Linked DNA regions of Mus musculus: region 1 is linked to region 2. A link is a contact called in public Hi-C data. All regions are on one chromosome and are shown on one strand. Each heading gives the region's core, a stretch centred on a gene start, on an enhancer-like site or on the middle of the called end of the contact. The rest is flanking DNA. Distances are from core to core; before and after follow the strand shown. Region 1 has its middle 39 kb from the start of Tspan13. Region 2 holds the start of Agr2 (anterior gradient 2).

The links. A called contact is a pair of places that touch in the nucleus more often than the background predicts.
Region 1: a Hi-C map of uterus shows a contact between it and region 2. The contact joins the enhancer-like site here to the promoter of Agr2 in region 2. A contact is called at or near these places in 1 of 39 promoter capture datasets (pre-B cells), 8 of 484 Hi-C or Micro-C datasets (the G1E-ER4 cell line, bone marrow, cumulus cells and 3 more), 1 of 115 datasets of contacts at active chromatin or transcription factors (embryonic stem cells) and 2 of 9 other capture datasets (liver and pancreatic islet).

Annotation. Positions count from the first base shown.
Region 1 is chr12:36,080,542-36,083,352 of GRCm38.p6, reverse strand. No RefSeq gene overlaps it. Among named protein-coding and RNA genes, the nearest start is that of Tspan13, 39 kb to the right of the region's middle. Within about 2 kb of position 1,327, at least 13 of the 459 cell types and tissues checked have an H3K27ac peak or open chromatin away from gene starts, as enhancers often do. A contact at or near this core is called in uterus, where this site is marked.
Region 2 is chr12:35,991,595-35,994,294 of GRCm38.p6, reverse strand. It overlaps Agr2 (anterior gradient 2), which reads right to left and starts at 1,370. Exons shown (of 8, transcript NM_011783.2): 1 at 1,326-1,370.

The DNA of each region.
Region 1 (2,811 bases), core at 78-2,577, 89 kb before region 2:
ACCACACCTCCTAATAATGCCATTCCCTATGGCCAAGCATTCAAATACAGGGAGATTGTATTTGCAAAACTCTGTTTAACAGTGGCCAGGAATTGTCAGATTGGCAAGGCTGTCTTTGAACTCATTACCCCTCTGCTGCTGCCTCCAGGGTGCTGCCCTTCTGGGACTCCAGGTCTGAGCCACCACACCTGATATCAACCCTGTTTTTGATTGTCATATAGCACCGATCATAGCTTGGCAGGAAGTTGGTATTCAGTAAATGTCTGAATGAGTAAACGAGCAAATGTGGATTAAAAATTCCTTTGTAAAAGGTTGAATTTCGGCTTATCCTCGTACCTGCTTAAATGCATGGGGAGCGCAGCCAGACCACTGCTCAGTGTTTTGATAGAAGGAAGCAGCTTTACTGCCATGCTGTGAAACCTATCACAATGATTCCATCATACATTTCTAATATAATCCCAACACTATTTGATATGTTTCGAAGTGTCACCTAGTTCTGTACCAGCCAACAAACACCCTTGTCATCACCTGACGTCCTGAGTTTGCCTCCTATACCCTAAATCAGGCAGAACCTACCACTGGCTTGGTCACTACCTCTCCCTAGTGCTCACGGCATCATCTGGAGGATCTGCTGACCATAGGCTGAGAACCACTAGGATAGATCCTTCCTAATCCTTTCCTGGAAAACCACTCTGAAGCAACCCTGTTTCCCAAGAATGAGACCATGAACAGATCAAAGGCTATTGAGGTTGGCAAGAGGGCTCAGGTGGTAAAGGCATTCAGTACTCAAACCTGACGGCCTAGATTCAATCTCATGATAGAAGAAGAGAACCCACTCTCAATAGCTGTTTTCTTACCTCCACACTCAAACTATTGAATCACACACACACAAATAGAAAATAAAATAAAATTTAATTGTTTTAAAGACTATTCCATAGTTTCTAGTTTAGCTTTTCCAAACGCCTTCTCAGAGCGGTAGGAGATTGCTCTCTATCCCAGGTTGGCCTCCAGCTTTAGAACAGTCAGCCTCAGCCTCCTGGACCATTTGTCTGTCTCTAAAATAATCTTAAGAGCAGAGCTGGAAATAACTCAACTTCTTAACACTATGTAAAATCCTGAGTACATCCTTGTTCCTTTGTCAGCATTTCTTTACCCATTAGCAAAGAAACTCTGTGGGTTTGCTAAGGATAGGTCCCAAATGGTTAGCATCGGAATCTCCTGGAAACCATCAAAAGCACAGGCTTCCCGAATCCACTACTGACTTCTCAGCCAGTCGCTGGCTCTCCTGGACTCTGAGGCATGGCTGGCTTGAACACAAAGCCTCAGATGTCAACCCATCTTGAACACATCCCTAAAAAGGCAGAAGAGCAGAGATAGGCTCAGGCATTGGTACAAGGTAAGGAACTGGGAAGATGATATATTTCATTTTCCTGGTTAAAAAAACAAAACAAAACAAAACAAAACTGAAGGGCAGACTGAAAGAGAAAGACAGGGCAATGCAAGGAATGTTTCTGGGGACAAGGTGACCTGGCATCTTTAGTAGCTCTTCCCTGACGTCAGTTAATAGATGTCAGTGGCCTGTGGCTGTATGACTCACCTTGAGCTGCAGAAATAACTGCTAGCTGTTATAAACTCATCCGCAAGCATGTGGGAACACCTTCTGAAAGCCAGTTTTTCTCAGCTTTTTAAATCTTATTAACAAGAAAATAATATATTCAGGTTCTTTCTTTTTCCCTTCCTTCCTTCCTTCCTTCCTTCCTTCCTCCCTCCCTCCCTCCCTCCCTCCCTCCCTCCCTCCCTCCCTCTCTCCCTCTCTCCCTGCCCCCTTCTTTCTTCTTTCTTCCTTCCATTATACTCAACCATCACTCATAACAGCAGGTTCTCAGAATTCGGTGACCCTTTGATGAAGTACAGCAGAACTATGAAATCATGCTTGCTGTCTCATTTGAACTGATGTTCAGTTAACCTTATGCATCCGGAGACCACCTATCCAGGGAGGAGTACTGTCCAGGCTGGGCTGCAACCTCATACGTCAGTAAGCAATTAAGACAATTCCCAAAAGACATTGCAATGAACTAATTTGATCTGGGCAATTTGTCCATTCCGGTTTTCCTCTTAGATGATTCTAGGCTATGCTGAGTAGCCAACACTAAGAAGGATAGGTGGGGTATTGTATAAATATCACTGAGACATTGGTGGGTGGTAATGTCTTGAGATTAAACACCTATAGTGAGTTGTTTTTTAATTTGCCCATTATAGCATTAATGGAGAAAATATATTAAATTTCCTATGATTTTTAAACCATTGGATTTCAATCTACAAACTTGCAGTTTTCTCTTGGTGTTCTCTCTGCATTTGTTCCTCCATCTCCTTTCCTGGTTCCCTTTAATTTACCTGAGGATTTTTCAGACTTCCATTTTAGGCCTGGGTAGTGGCACATGTCTATAATCCCAGTACTAAGGAGGCTGAAACAAGAGGATCTAGTTCAAGGCCAGACTAAGTGACATAATGAGTTGGAGGCCAGATTGCCACATAGTGAGACACCATCTCAAAATAAGAAAAACAGCAGTAGTAGTGATACAACTAATAATTACAATTTATCCATTGTCTTTATCTACTTTATATTGCCTTTGTCATGATTACCATAAGGATTTACCATGTACAATTTAAAATTATAAGTAGAGTTATTATTATAAGGCTTTACATGACACACGAAGGCCTGATTCATGTATGTCTAGCCTCTAAAATGTCTAGCCTCTCAAATCTTTTATAAAGTAGCTGACACTGAGGTCACATCCTTTCTGTATTTTA
Region 2 (2,700 bases), core at 121-2,620:
CCCTCAATTAAACTGGCCAGCTGTTATCCAAGTCTTAGAATAGAGACACACAGTGGCTCAGAAAAGCTATAAGGCAGAGCAGTGATATGTCATATTTTTCTACATATATAAGGATGCAGGAATGCTATGCTAACAATGATTCTTATCATCTAAAATTTTATAATAACAACTCAAGTATATTATAATCTAGCAATACCTAGCAGCCTTCTTAGAATTATGAGTTCTGTTTAATATTTAAAGCTGAAGTACTTCATGTGAGACTTATACTATTTCTGGAATACAAGCTGGTTCAGAAGTACAGATTACCTTCCTTGGTTTTATTAACAAATATTTGATTACATGTTGTTTATAGCAGCACTTACATATGTTGAAAATGTAAAAGTAAATTGGTGGCAAAGCGGTGTATTTAGTCCAATTGTTTGCTGTATAAATGGCTCTTAGGACTCCTTGTAATGGCTCTACAGATTACAGGCTGGAACTATTGATATGTCCTATGCATTTTATGACAGGATACGTCAAGGAAGGTTAAGATAACACTGCTGTACAAACATCCCGCTCTGAGATTATGGCTTTCTGAAATTCACTCTACTGCATTTTCATAATGAAAACATTCTATTCTGCACACAGTCTACTCTACAAACATCCTCTGTAAACCCCTTGAAGCACAAAGCCCCAGTGTCTGAAGACATCATGGGGGGGCATTGATAATTTGCAGACCCTCCCCTCCCCCGTGCCATTGATCACCCCCTCCCCCAAACTGGTGCATTTTACTGTTGCTCTGCCCCCATCTTGTCTTGAACAATTAATGTCCACGTTGGCACTGCCTATAACTCTGTTGCTGTTGCTTCAGGAAGTGCCCAGCTCTCCCTTCTGACAGTCTTAAAAACTGAAGACGACTTAAGTACACTGTTTCCTGATTTGCAATAATCCCAGGGGTTCGTCTGAGCTGAGTTTCTACAGTGGAGGAACCCAGGGGCCTTTGCGTTACCCTTGCGTTACCTAGTGGGAGAGGAGCAGCGATTCACCCAGAATTCTCTGAACCCTAACACAGGTTTGAAAACTCTTGATTTCACCCTCCCACTCACAAACCTCCAGTTCCCTGAGGGGTCAAGTGTCACACTGAACCTAGGCATGCATGCGATCCTCCACTGCTCTTTGCTAAAGAAAGGCCCCTGCAAGCTGCCATGAGATTGGGCGATACTCTTTCCAGAGCCTGCTTTCTGCCCCGGGAACCTTGGCTTCATCCTGTCGGTTGAATACCTGCAACTGTGTGCACAGCAACCAAAGCTTACTCTAGCAAGTGCAATGCTTGTCAATTGCCTTACCTGGGCTTCCCACCCTCCTGCTTTGTGTGAGCCGCAAGGGTTGCCGTCCAAGTTTCTCAGTGTGCCAGCGCAGCGCTGAGCCTGTATTTATGGGCAGAGCACACCCCAATCCCACCCACTAATCCTGTTTCCACAGGCTGCTAACTCAGAAGCAAACTTTTCCTCTCCCAAGCAATTGTCTTCTCTGGGTTAAGACGTTCCTTGTTTGTTTGTTTGGTCTTTTTTAAAGCAGTCGTTGAAAAGGCTGTTGATTTTGTTTGAGTACCAGCGTTTTTTAACTGTTGTTGAAGGTATTATTGTGAGTAGTTTTGGAAAAGCTGGGCAGTATGCCAAGTCCAGGTAAGCTTTAAATGAAGACGTTTGATTGGTCTGAAGGCTGATTTGTCTGTATGTGATTGGATAGAAGTTGTGGTTTATAGGTATTCATTTCCTCCCTCTTGGGCAGATTGCATTTATTTAGCTTTTTTTTTTTTTTTTTTTTTCTTAAGGATGATTCACAGTTCTAATCCTTCTTACAGTTATACAGCTGGCCATGCTCGATCACAAGACATGTTATTTTCCACAATATCATTTTTTGTGTGCGCTTTAATCACAGGTATAAACCCCGCAAATCATCGCCATGGACTCTTCAAACTCGGAGAGGTTATTGAAGAAAGGAAGGATAGGATAATGTTGTGAGCTAATAATGGCCCTGATGATTAATATATGTGTACAAATGTGTGTTTGTGGGTGTGCATCGCAACATCAGGAGATCACAAAGAATGACCACACAGTACCACCTCAGTAGCATAAAAGAATTACCCTCGCCTACGCATCTCAAAGCTACTGTAGATATTGGCTTCGTTTCAGGACTGATGTACCAAGGATGCCACAGATACCCCAGTATGTGCAGGATGTTGTAATAATTACCTCATCTTTGTTGTACCATAACCAGAGCTTTACCAGCATGAAATTAGACACAGGAATACTCCAGGATAGCTGTTATATCATTATAGTGAATTACAGCAAATTAGAGATGTTTTTAATTACCAAGAGGTATGGTTGAGATGTGTTTTAAAGGAATCCATGTGCTGTAATTCCCAGGACCTCATCAGATGATCATACACAGAGAGAGGGTCTTAAAGAGAGATTAAGCATTTGTTAAGTATGTGCAAGGCTCTGAATTTGATTCTAAGTACCACAGTAAGTAAATAAAATGAAAGTAATTGAAATAAATGAATAAGAAATTTAAAGTAAGTGAAATAGGTCATTAGACTGGGTTCTAATCTAATATGACTGTTATTCTCATAGGAAAGAAACTTAGGTCAGAGACACAGGCACATAATGACTTCATCTACAGGCCAAGAAGAGAAGAACCTAACGCTGCTGACACATC